2 separate regions of the Salmo salar genome follow, and region 1 is linked to region 2. The links are chromatin contacts, called in public Hi-C maps. All regions are on one chromosome and are shown on one strand. The core of a region is the stretch at or near the end of the contact, and the rest is flanking DNA. Distances in the headings are between cores, read along the strand shown.

Region 1 (6,450 bases), core at 1,201-3,700, 88 kb before region 2:
CAGGACCTCTATGCCAGGCAGTGGTCAGAGGATTCCATGTGTGTTATTTCATAGTTGATGTCTTCACTTATTATTCTACAATGTAGAAAATAGTCAAAATAAAGAAAAACCCTTGAATGAGTAGGTGTCCAAACTTTTGACTGGTACTGTACATCTCACAGTTTTTTTATGCATCGTCAAGACTGGATGGCAGATTCGGGTAAGACAATGAGAGATTGGGTGTGTCTTAACAGCTGGTGGCGCAATCTCTAATGATAAGGAAGTCTCAAGTTTTTGCTCACCTGAGTTAGAATACATAATGATAAGCTGCAGACCATACTATTTACCAAGAGAGTTGTCATCAATATTTACATTAATAAGTGCAACGACGACGTCGTCCCCACAGTGACCATATCCCAACCAGAAACCATTGAGTACAGGCAACATCCACACTAAGCTAAAGCTGCCGCTTTCAAGGAGCAGGACACTAATCCGGACACTTATAAGAAATCCCGATATGACCTGCGACAAGCCATCAAGCAGGCAAAGCATCAATACAGGACTAAGATCGAATCCCACTACGCCAGCTATGACTCTCAACAGACGTGGCAGGGCTTGCACTGATTACAAAGGGAAATTGCCCAGTGACACAAGCCTAACTGACGAACTAAATGCCTTCCATGCTCGCTTCTAAGCAGGCAACACGAGCCATGAGAGCACCATGTGTTCCAGATGGTGATCTCGTTCTCCCTAGCCAATGTGAATAAGATCTTTAAACAAGTAAACTTTTGCAAGGCCGCGGGGCCAGACGGAACACCAGGACGCGTATAGTCCCCGTCCCCAAGAACGCCAAGGTTAAATGACTGTCACCCCGTAGCACTCATGTCTATAGCCATGAAATGCTTTGAGGCTGATCACAGCTCACATCAACACCATCATCCCAGACACCCTGGACCTATTCCAATTTGCATACCGGCCCAACAGATGATGAAATCTCTATTTCACTCCTCACTGCCCTCACCCACCTGACCAAAAGGAATACCTCTAAGAATGCTGTTCATTGACTACAGTTCAGTATTCAACACCGTAGCCCTCTCCAAGCTCAGGAACCTGGGACTGAATTAGGGCTGAACCCATTAATTCAACTGGTCGATAGGCAGTTAGTCAACTGAGACTTTTGAATTGAGAAGTTGCAAATGACTTATTTCATGGCACACGAGACACTGGTCTGTTGGCGCCGGTCTCAGACTAATCCATTGCGGAGGCAGCGGGATGGCACAGTCATCACTCTAAGACATGCATTGGCATTGTAAGGCACCTGTGCCACAAGGGTATTTTCCTCAGCGCGCCAATCAATTTAAGTGATCAAATAAGTGAAATTGCATTGGTTCCCCATACAATGGCTACTGCTTTGGACCTGACACCATTTGTGAGAGAATTCCTTAGGCCTACAGTATGTGTGAAATAATGTGTCTTCGGTAAACATTTTAAATGTGTCAAGGGGAGTGTGGCTTAGAGTCCCCCCCAATTCATTCGCATTTATTTTATCGCTTCATTGTGTGAATTGTTTGCCTCTGATTGTTAGTGTCCATCAATTCACCATTTCATACATAACCAGTAGTACATTTAACCTTCATTTCTAATCTCCAATGTTTGTTTGGTGACGGTAATCTGTTAATGCATTCAATAGGTTATTACTAGTTGTTTCCTGTTCTCATTGTCAGAGTACACAAGATGTTTGAAGAGCTCACAACCTATGCTACACTTGTGAGGAACAAGTTTTAGTTATTTTATTCCATTTCCAAGTTTTTTTGGGAGCGTTCCTGTCTATGTTGAGTAAAGACGCGCACCCGATTACACATAGAAAGAACTAGGCCTAGACTACCTGGCCTGCGAGCATACAGTGGGGAGAACAAGTATTTGATACACTGCCGATTTTGCAGGTTTTCCTACTTACAAAGCATGTAGAGGTCTGTAATTTTTATCATAGGTACACTTCAACTGTGAGAGACGGAATCTAAAACAAAAATCCAGAAAAATCACATTGTATGATTTTAAGTAATTAATTTGCATTTTATTGCATGACATAAGTATTTGATACATCAGAAAAGCAGAACTTAATATTTGGTACAGAAACCTGTTTGTTCCCAGTTGTTCTGAACGTGGCATTTGTCCCCTCCTGTACTTCCTGTTCAACGATGAGGGCATGGCTGTGCATGACTCCAACACCATCATTAAGTTTGCTGACGACATGATGGTAGGACTGATCACCGACGACGCTGCCTATAGGGAGAACGGAGACCTGGCAGTGTGGTGCCAGGACAACAAACTCTCCCTCAACTTCACCAAGACAAAAGGAGCCCCCCCCCCATCTACATCGATGGGGCCGTAGTGGAGCGGGTCAAGAGCTTTGTGTTCCTCTGTGTCCACATCCCTAAGGAATTAACAGTCCAAAAACACCCACATAGTTGTTTAGAGGGCATAATAGTGCCTCTTCCCCCACAGCGGGCTGAAAAGATTTGGCATGGGCTTTCAGATCCGCATGTACCCGAATACCCGTGACCCGATCCAGGACCCAAACGGGTCCAGATCCAGAATTCTAAATAATTTCACGGGTCTGAGTCAGATCTGATTGTTACGGTCTTGAGCATGTGCAATTTTAACTGACTTGGCTGGAAGGACTGGTACAGATCTGAACATGACTGCTGCTGTGGGGAAACATTTTATCATTTATGCTGCTGCTCTTCCTTTTCACGAGTAGAGCGTTGCACATGTAGCTTGCTATTGGCCAGTCATAAGTCATCAAAGCAGCAATAGGCTACAGTCAGAGCCTACTCCGTGTGGCAAAAGTTTTTTTGGACTTGTGAAGACCTCTAACAGTGAGTACAGCCCAGTACACCACTGGGGCCTTGCTCCCCACCACCCAGGACCTCTATACCAGGCAGTGTTGGAGAAAGGCCCCTAAAAATTGTCAAAAACTCCAGCCACCAAAGCAATAGACTTCTATGCTACCGCAAGGCAAGCGGTACCCTTGCACCAAGTCTGGAACCAACAGGACCCTGAACAGACAGTTTACAGCCCCAAAAGGCTAAGAGAGAACATTGCTTATGGAGATTTGCAAATTCTGCAGACTGTTTGGAATCAGTAAACAGACTAGTGTCAAATCTGCTGAATTGGGAGTCTCACTTCTTGAGCCAGGGTTACAGCAGTCAGGTTCTGAAAGAAGCAGGGACAAGGACTGGACGTCTTGACAGAGAGGACTTTTTGTAGAGGGGAGCTCCTCGTGATGCACCAGAGAGTGTACTTTGGTCTAAAATGTAGCACTGAAGCAGAGAACATTAAAAGAATCATTAAAAATAATTGGGGAATCATGAAAGTGATACGCTACTACAAAAAGTCTTCCCAGAGCCACCAGACATAAGCTTTAAGAGAGGTCTTACCCTGAATAACAAATTAGTCCACAACTACCTTCGCAGCAGGTAGCCAAGCGGTTAAGAGTGTTGGGCCAGTAACCAAAAGGTTGCTGGTTCGAATCCGGAGCCGACGTGCCCTTGAGCAAGGCACTTAACCCTAATTGCTCCTGTACGTTGCTCTGGATAAGGGCGCCTGCTAAATGACAATTGTAAAATTGCAACTCAAAAGATTAGGCTAGAACACAAACCCAGGGGCTCTTTTGAATGCAACTAGCACGCAGTATCAAGTCAAGCCTTTCATTAACTGTAAAACCACTCATGTCATCTACCGATTGGAATGTCCACAGTGCAAGGTATTCTACATTGGACAGACAAAGAGACGCCTTCAAGACCGCTTAGTGCAGGGGTGGGCAAACCTTCTGGCTCAAGGGCCACATTGAGTTTTTGAAACCAAGTGAAGGGCCACTTACTATATGCGTGACAAAACATGTGAAGCCTTTATTCATTTCCACATCGACATGCAACTACTAGTGTACTGTAGGTGTACATATGCTTGCAGAACAAGTCTACCCTTGTACCATCTCTACCCTTGTTTTATGAACAAATTTCACAATATTGATATAATTTATAACATCACAGAGTCAAAACACGCACAGATCCTGCATCTCTACCTTTGTAAAGTACAAACTTAGTCACAATATGCAAACTTAAAAATAGATATTATAAACGACTGGAGACATGCAAAATGTAACAGTAGGTGTATAAAAAAAACTATTCTCAAATTTGAGTGAAACATATGGTAAGAGCATCGGTTTCATTTGGAATGGTTTGTTTTTGAAAGCAGATTAAGGAACAATTCTCATCTCAATTGCAAGCCATATTTACAGTTATCCAATCACCACAGCCCAAGCGGGCAGACACCCTGTCATACAAGTCAGAGCCCCTGGTTGTTCCCATCATTGAGTCCAACGCAAGAAGTTCTCATTTATTCCTCTGACAAAAATGTCAAGTTAAGCAGCGTCTCTGATGTCAGTACTATCATCCAGTGCTATAGAAACAAACAAAAAAGATCAAAGCCATCTGCTTTTTCTTCAACTCGGAGATTAGCCCATCACCTATCACTTCCATGCGCCTGGAGATTGTCTCGAATTGGCTTTTACTCTCAGGACAAAGTACACCAGCAGTCTCCACCATGCAGTATTTCACAAACTCCCCTTCAGCAAAAGGCTTGCTATGCTTTGCGATTTTACGTGACACTATGTAGCTTGCCTTAGTTACAGAGTCTTGAGTAGAGCACCGTTTAGTAAACGTATTTTGTTGGGCTTTTAAGTTTGTGGCAAGTTGAGGCCTTCCTTGCCTTTTCCTGAGAGGACAGATGTCTAGCGTAGTTAGCATGCTTGCTTGAAAAATACAATTGAGATTATATTCCTTAAAAACAGCAACACCAACTTGGCATATCAGACATACCGCCTTATGTCCAATATTAGTAAAAAGGTATTTTGCTGTCCATTCTTCTTTAAAAACACACGACATTCAGAGTCCACTTCTCATTTTTCACATCAAAAGTCATCAAGCAATGAAGTGGCTATGATGATTGAGCTCATTCTGAATTCTGACTGTAGGCCTAAATACAGAGCACCCTGCCAGGCTACAGCGCCATCTATTGGAGGTTGTTTGTATATCATGGAATGAGTAATTTTTTTTAAATGTCTCGCGGGGCCTCCTGAGTGGCGCAGTGGTCTAAGGCACTGCATCAGTGCTAGCTACGCCTCTAGAGATACTGGATACTGCATGCACGCTGACACGGTCGCCAGGTGTGCGGTGTTCCCTCCAACACATTGGTGCGGCTGGCTTCCGGGTTAAGCGGGCATTGTGTCAAGAAGCAGTGCTGCTTGGCTGGGTCGTGTTTCGGACGACACGCGGTTCTCGACCTTCGCCTCTCCTGAGTCCGTACGGGAGTAACAGCGAAGGGACAAGACTAACTGCCAATTACATACAACAAAATTGGGGAGAAAAAGGGGTAAAGAAAATGTAATTATAATAATGTCTAGTAGGTTGGATTGAAGTGCCCGGCGGGCGGGATACGGCCCGTACTTCGCCCCACCTTGGCTTAACGGGACACACGTACGCCACACAGGTAGGCAACAAAGACTACCCCATAGATTGTAACTTCCATCAATGTAATTGCCTGCATCATTTCCAATCTACCCCCTCATTTTTATAATAAAATAAAAAGACACCGTGGCAAGGGACTACAAGTACTTACACCATGGCAACCCTGCCTCCCTACAAGCTATGGGTATTGATCATGTTCAGGCCTAAGTTAGAAGAAAGGGGGACTGCTAACCCAAAGGGAAAGTTTGGGGATTTACAAACAACAGCCCACTAAGTACCCTGGTTTAAAAGGAAGACATGGATTTTTCATAATTCCTGTAGGGTCTTAGTGGTCCCTTCGCTGTCATCTAGTGGACATAATGCCCTATGCTATGTTTGGACTGTGTTGGTCCATGTTAGCCATCATCTAGTGTACTATAAATGTATGACTCTCCTATTCTCAGTTTTTCCCAGTCCTATTCAAGGCTAGAATTACTTTGTTTTCTAGTGGTTCTAATACTTCTGACCTTGATGTGCATTTTGATAGCATATCTATTTCAAAGATGAATGTATAGTGTTGTTTACTAGGTGTTCAATTAATTTTGACTATAAGCTGTTCTGTGACCACTCCCTCTTCAATTAGGGTTGATTGGAAAATGGTTTGTTCAAAAGACGACATTGTATCATCCTATATTTGTACTCCCCCGATGAAGGCCATGCAGCCGAAACGCGTCAGAGTATTTCAATCTTTGTTCCATTAAAACATGCCATACAAATAAAGGCATTTTAATTCATTTAATGAAGTGTGCTTTGGTTCTCTTTCGATAGCTTCTACCCCCAAGCCAATAGACTGCTAAACAGCTAATTAAATGGTTACCCACTGCTGCTACTGTCTATGATCTATCTTGTTGCCTAGTTACTTTAACCCTACCTATATGCACATAGCTAACATAGAAAACGATGG
Region 2 (7,068 bases), core at 3,525-6,024:
GTTTTTTGGACATAAAAGACCATAAAAATACCAGGTAATCAGCTCAAGGTAATTTTAATTCAGGAAATCTGTTCAAGTAGTCCCACGTATAAACAGAGAGTGATCGTATCCCAATGTAATCAAGTTTTGAAATTCTGTTTTTGTCTGTGAGGTTTTTTGTGGTTAATTTACATGGTTCTGGACACCCGACCATCCGCTCAAGAAAAAAATTGGCCAATGGCTGAATGAAATTGGGACCCCTGTTCTATATTGTCATACAGAGTATGATTGTAAACTGCTTATAAACATTATGTACATACTTGTCTGATTAACCTACATATCCTCTTAATCATGCATGTAATAACACCTCAAAGTCAATTATAAGATTTTTCTCTCCATTATGCAGAGAGAGACAGAGAGAGTTTGATTGTTGTTTGGAAATATAGAATATCTGCAACACCGTCTGCATAACAATGCAATACCAGGCAGAAATGTAATGAATCTACAATGATGGTATGTTTGTATAAGGGTTTGTTGAATTCGTTTTTAAGAGATGACAACATATAGAAATCGAAAGTTTTCAACACAGCTGGAAAATAAATGAATTAACTAAAAACAGAATACAACAGGTGAACATGCATAACAAAAATGTCAGGAATAAGTTCTAACAAACACCAAGCAAAGAACAAGAGGAAGTGTTTTTATAAGAGACAAAGCTCATTAAAAACAGCAGTGTGACTAGGCAGCAGATTGGATAAATGAATTACATTAATGTCATTGTGATATACATTCAAAAAAATGCACTGCGGCCAATGATGAATAGGCTTATGGTAGACATCACAATGATATCTGTTTTCTATATGTTGCTTCTAATGTTTTATCATGGCCTCTGAGGACTAATGTCATTGAATTAACCTTCACATGTACAGTTGAAGTCGGAAGTTTACATACACTTAGGTTGGAGTCATTAAAACTCATTTTTCAACCACTCCACAAATTTCTTGTTAACGAACTAGTTTTGGCAAGTCGGTTAGGACATCTAGTTTGTGCATGACACAAATAATTTTTCCAACAATTGTTTACAGGCAGATTATTTCACGTATAATTCACTGTATCACAATTCCAGTGGGTCAGAAGTTTACATACACTAAATTGACTGTGCCTTTAAACAGCTTGGAAAATTCCAGAAAATGATGTCATGGCTTTAGAAGCTTCTGATAGGCTAATTGACATAATTTGAGTCAATTGGAGGTGTACCTGTGGATGCATTTCAAGGCCTACCTTCAAACTCAGTGCCTCTTTGCTTGACATCATGGGAAAATCAAAAGAAATCAACCAAGACCTCAGAAAAAAATGTGTAGACCTCCACAAGTCTGGTTCATCCTTGTGAGCAATTTCCAAACGTCTGAAGTTACCACGTTCATCTGTACAAACAATAGTACGCAAGTATAAACACCAAGGGACCACGCAGCCGTCATACCGCTTAGGATGGAGACACGTTCTGTCTCCTAGAGATGAACGTACTTTGGTGCGAAAAGTGCAAAATCAATCCCAGAACAACAGCAATGTCAAGGGTGTGTGTACTGGTGGCGAAGTCAGTTGCAGGAGAGCAGAGAGTTGTGAACAGGCGCACACTTTATTCAGGCTGGAGTGAACAAACAGACGGACGCAAACTGCGTGAAAACCTCCAGCAAAAAGGCAAAAGTGCAAAGCGTGAAAAACACTCACCAAAGCTAATGTACCAAATAAACATACATACAACGTGCACAAACACGGAAACATAGCCTGGCGCATCACAATAACCACATAACAACAAACAATTTCACACAAAGACATGGAGGGGAACAGAGGAATAAATACATGCAGTGTGATTAGGGAATGAAAACCAGGTGTGCAGGGAACAAGACAAAACAAATGGAACAATGAAATATGAAGCGGCGATGGCTAGAAAGCCGGTGACATCGACCGCCGAACACCGCCCTAACAAAGAGAGGAGCCGACTTCGGCGGAAGTCGTGACAAGCAAAGGACCTTGTGAAGATGCTGGAGGAAACGGGTACAAAAGTATCTATATCCACAGTAAAATGAGTCCTATATTGACATAACCTGAAAGGCTGCTCAACAAGGAAGACGCCACTGCTCCAAAACCGCCATAAAAAAGCCAGACGACGGTTTGCAACCGCACATGGGGACAAAGATCATACTTTTTGGAGAAATGTCCTCTGGTCTGATGAAACAAAAATAGAACTGTTTGGCCATAATGACCATCGTTATGTTTGGAGGAAAAAGGGGGAGGCTTGCAAGCCGAAGAACACCATCCCAACCGTGAAGTGGTTGGCAGCATCATGTTGTGGGGTGCTTTGCTGCAGGAAGGACTGGTGCACTTCACAAAATAGATGGCATCATGAGGCATGAGGAAAATTATGTGGATATATTGACGCAACATCTCAAGACATCAGTCAGGAAGTTAAAGCTTGGTCGCAAATGGGTCTTCCAAATGGACAATGACCCAAGCATACTTCCAAAGTTGTGGCAAAATGGCTTAAGGACAACAAAGTTAAGGTATTGGAGTCGCCATCACAAAGACCTGACCTCAATCCTATAGAAAATGTGTGGGCAGAACTGAAAAAGCGTGTGCGAGCAAGGCCTACAAACATGACTTAGTTACATCAGCTCTGTCAGGAGAAATGGGCCAAAATTCACCCAACTTATTGTGGGAAGCTTGTGAAAGGCTACCCGAAATGTTTGACTCAAGTTAAACAATTTAAAGGCAATGCTACTAAATACTAATTGAGTGTATGTAAACTTCTGACCCAATGGGTATATGATGAAATAAATAAAAGCTGAAATAAATCATTCTCTCTACTATTATTCTGACATTTCACATTCTGAAAATAAAGTGGTGATCCTAACTGACCTAAGACAGTGAATTTTTACTAGGATTAAATGTCAGAAAATGTGAAGAACTGAGTTTAAATGTATTTGGCTAAGGTGTATGTAAACTTCTGATTTCAACTGTAATATCTCACTCTCTGACAACATACTCCAACAACCTGTCACAGATATGCCTGAGCAATACAGTGTGTGCTGCATTGTGTGAGGTCTGGCTTGGTCTGGCACTATATACAGTAAACCAATACATTGACCTATAGGGAGAGAGGAAGAGAGAGCACACATGTGCAGGCAGCAGAACAGTGAAGTAACAAGGAAATAGAAGGGTGTGATACTGGATACCCATTGGTTGAGAATGTGAGGAATTTATGGAAAACCTATACAGAGGTCACGTGATCCTCAGTGTCTGGCAGGAACGAGGGGGCTGAAGAGAGGGAGACAGGATAAGTAGAGAACACCAGAACTCACAAGGGTGGGGCAATCAGACACACATAGCGAAGTTAACTAAAACAGTGGTGTAGTAGTCCCTTTTGATTAATACCCCTGGTTACAAATATATTTATATCTCAACTACATCGTAGACCACAAGTTGAACTCATGAAGTAAAGACACCTCCTGTACCATGTGATTTGCAGGAAGACTGCTCCCCCTCCTCCTTGCCATCTTGCCCTGAGGTGGCCTCTGCTGTAGAGCCCTGGTTCCAGGAAAAGGGGCCTAGAAGGCAAACTGTGATGCCTGGGCAGAGTGAAACAGGAGGAGAGAGAAAGAGGGAATAAGAGAAGGACAGAACGAGACGGCCCGCAGAGAGGCGTAGTAAAAAGAGGTGATAAAACAAGAGAAGCAAACAAAAATGCCCAAATCGAGAGATTTTGAGGGAGACAGAAGAAAGGGGATACCTAGTCAGTTGTACAACTGAATGCATTCAACTGAAATGTGTATTCCGCATTTAACCCAACCCCTCTGAATCAGAGAGGTGGGGGAGAGAAGGAAAGAAAATTAGAGAAAAACCCTCCCATTTTACATAAATCCTAACACAATCTCACTGTCCAGCAGTGCAGACTGCTCACTTTGGGAAAATAAGGTATTTCACGGAGAACCCCTTTGTAGACTAACACCAGTTGGCCTACCTGTAAAATGGAATAGATGTTTGAGGAAGAATGTAAAAAAAATATGAACGTAGAAATGATGTATGTGCAGAGACTTTCATTATTTATAGGAATGGAATAACTCGGAGTGCAATAAATGTAACTGCAACAACAGCAAATAAGCAATACAATTTAAAAAACTGTGGCAAGTATTATAAATAACTGTCGAGGCAAAGATCCTCTCTGGTTGACACAAGACACTTGTTTTAGCTCGCGTGCACCCCCGTGTGTATTCAGACCGTAAGCATCGCCAGAGATTTGGGCCTCACTCCCTCCTATCCGAGATAACTACTTCAGCCCTCATCCAACACCCGTTCTGCCAGTCACATTCTATTAAAGGTCTGCAGCTAGCGACTGGAACGAGCTGCAAAAAACTGTGAAACTGTACAGTTTTATCTGCATCTCTTCATTCAAAGCCTCAATCATGGACACTCACTGACAGTTGTGGCTGCTTCGCGTGATGTATTGTTCTCTCTACCTTGCCTTTTGTGCTGTTTTCTGTGCTCAATGTGTGTGCCATGTTTTGTGCTACTACACCTTGATGACCCAGGCATAACTTGCTGACTGATCAATCAGCACCTTTTATTAATTTTAAATAAACAAATGAATAGCTTCCAAAAATCACTGTAACCTACCTACATATCAAATCGTATGTTGAAAAAAATATACAAATATTCGATGTTGTCCTTATGCACGTTATTACGGTGTATTACGGTACACTAACGTTACCGTAGCTTTTCTATCGCGATAAGAATATTGCGTGATACGGAAACGAGGGAAAGAAAATTGACTAAACTATCGTTGCAGGACTTCACTATCTTTGCTTGACATCAGAGGTTGAAACAGCGCCCAAACGCAGCCAAAACATTGCTTCTTTAGCGGGACCTTTCGACAGATCGAATGTAAGTAATCAACCAATTGTATAAAGCTCACTCGAATGGCTGTGTAATAATTTGTACTCTCACTGTAAATGATGCGCCATCCTAGCATTATAGATGATTAGGACTGTCTTCTGGGATTCTGTCCTTGTCTGGGATACTAGCTAGCTTACAACGTTAGGTCACATTCTACGGTCACGAGGACAAATAACTTGCAATAAAAAACATACATTAACACAAAGCAGTGACTGTAAATGATTGTCAAACGCCGTAGTTTAAAATGCCACATCAAGCCAGCGGGCTGTGAAGCTCTAAACTCGGTCCATCCCTCGAGTCTACTGTACGTAAGTTGAATAGTAAACTCAAATGTACAAGTTCAAGGCATGTTCCTGCTTTGTGTCACGTAGGTAAGTAGCGTTGTGTGGTAAAGGGACATTTGTTATAAGCAATATACATTTATTATGATTAAATGAGAATCTTTGCAGTGCCTTCGGGAAGTATTTAGACCCCTTGACTTTCCACATTGTTACGTTAGCCTTATTCAAAAGCAATATATATAACAAAAAAATCCTCAGAAATCTACACATAATACCCCATAATGACAAAGCAAAAAACAGGTTGCTAGAAATTTTAGCAAATGAATTAAAAATAACATACCTTATTTACATGTATTCAGTCCCTTTGCTATGAGACTCGAAGTTGAGCTCAGGCGCATCCTGTTTCCATTGATCATCTTTGAGACATTTCTACAACTTGGAGTCCACCTGTGGTAAATTCAATTGATTGGACATGATTTGGAAAGGCACACGCCTGTCTATATAAGGGCCCACAGTTGACAGTGCATGTCAGAGCAAAAACCAAGCCACGAGGTCGAACGAATTGTCCGTAGAGCTCCAAGACAGGATTGTGTCGAGGCACGGATCTGGGGAAGGGTACGAAAACATTTCTGCAGTATTGAAGGTCCCCAAGAACACAGTGGCCTCCATCATTCTTAAATAGAAGAAGTTTGGAACCACCAAGACTCTTCCTAGAGATGAGCAATCGGGGAGAAGGGCCTTGGTCAAACCCGATGGTCACTCTGACAGAGCTCTCTCTAGAGTTCCTCTGTTGATATGGGAAACCTTCCAGAAGGACAACCATCTCTGCAGCACTTCACCATAGTGGCCAGACGGAAGCCACTTTTCAGTAAAAGGCAAATGACAGCCCGCTTGGAGTTTGCCAAAAGGCACCTAAAGACTCTCAAACCATGAGAAACAAGATTCTCTGGTCTGATGCAACCAAGATTGAACTCTTCCGCCTGAATGCCAAGCGTCACGTCTGGAGGAAACCTAGCACCATCCCTACGGTGAAGCATGGTGGTGGCAGCATCGTGCTGTGGGGATGTTTTTCAGCGGCAGGGACTGGGAGACTAGTCAGAATCGAGGGAAAGATAAACGGAGCAAAGTACAGAGATCCTTGATTAAAAACCTGCTCCAGAGCGCTCAGGACCTCAGACTGGGCTGAAGGTTCACCTTCCAACAGCACAATGACACTAAGCACACAGCCAAGACAATGCACAAGTGGCTTCGGGACAAGTCTCTGAATGTACTTGAGTGGCCCAGCCAGAGCCTGGACTTGAACCTGGTCAAATATCTCTGGATAGACCTGAAAATAGCTGTGCAGCGATGCTCCCCACCCAACCTGACAGAGCTGGAGAAGATCTGCAGAGAAGAATGGGAGAAACTCCCCAAATACAGGTGTACCAAGCTTGTAGCATCATACCCAAGAAGAATCAAGGCTGTAATCACTGCCAAAGGTGCTTCAACAAAGTACTGAGTAAAGGGTCTGAATACTTATGTAAATGTGATATTTCAGTTGTATTATTTTTTATAAATTAGAAAGCATTTGTAAAAACCAGTTTTTTGCTTTGTCATTGTGGGGTAATGTGTCTAGATTGAGGAAAACCAAATGTTTTTATCAATTTTAGAATAAGGCTGTAACAAAACGTGGAGGGGTCTGAATATTTTCCGAAGTCACTGTACATTATCTTTTACCAACAGTAGTGTGTATGACAAGACTACAGTACCTACTGTAATTAGTGAGGGATATAAGTTGGACTGTGTGTTATTCAAGCCAGTATTCCCTTATGTCAGCCTCTCCTCCCAGCAGTCTCCATGTCCTCCAACAAAGATTTGC

What was found. Hi-C and Micro-C count contacts between places; a contact is called where the count stands out from the background.
Region 1: a contact with region 2 is called in a Hi-C map of gill, with 2.5 times the contacts expected there. The contact joins the enhancer-like site here to the promoter of hig1a in region 2. A contact is called at or near these places in 3 of 3 Hi-C or Micro-C datasets (blood, gill and muscle).

What each region holds. Positions count from the first base shown.
Region 1 is chrssa12:60,906,126-60,912,575 of Ssal_v3.1, reverse strand. The region is part of intron 3 of LOC100196653 (testis enhanced gene transcript (BAX inhibitor 1)); the gene reads right to left. Among protein-coding and RNA genes, the nearest start is that of LOC100196653, 8.2 kb to the right of the region's middle. Within about 2 kb of position 2,450, at least 1 of the 13 cell types and tissues checked has an H3K27ac peak or open chromatin away from gene starts, as enhancers often do. A contact at or near this core is called in gill, where this site is marked.
Region 2 is chrssa12:60,819,920-60,826,987 of Ssal_v3.1, reverse strand. hig1a (HIG1 domain family member 1A) reads left to right here and starts at 4,774. Exons shown (of 4, transcript NM_001140676.1): 1 at 4,774-4,917; 2 at 7,039-7,068. The coding sequence starts at 7,047.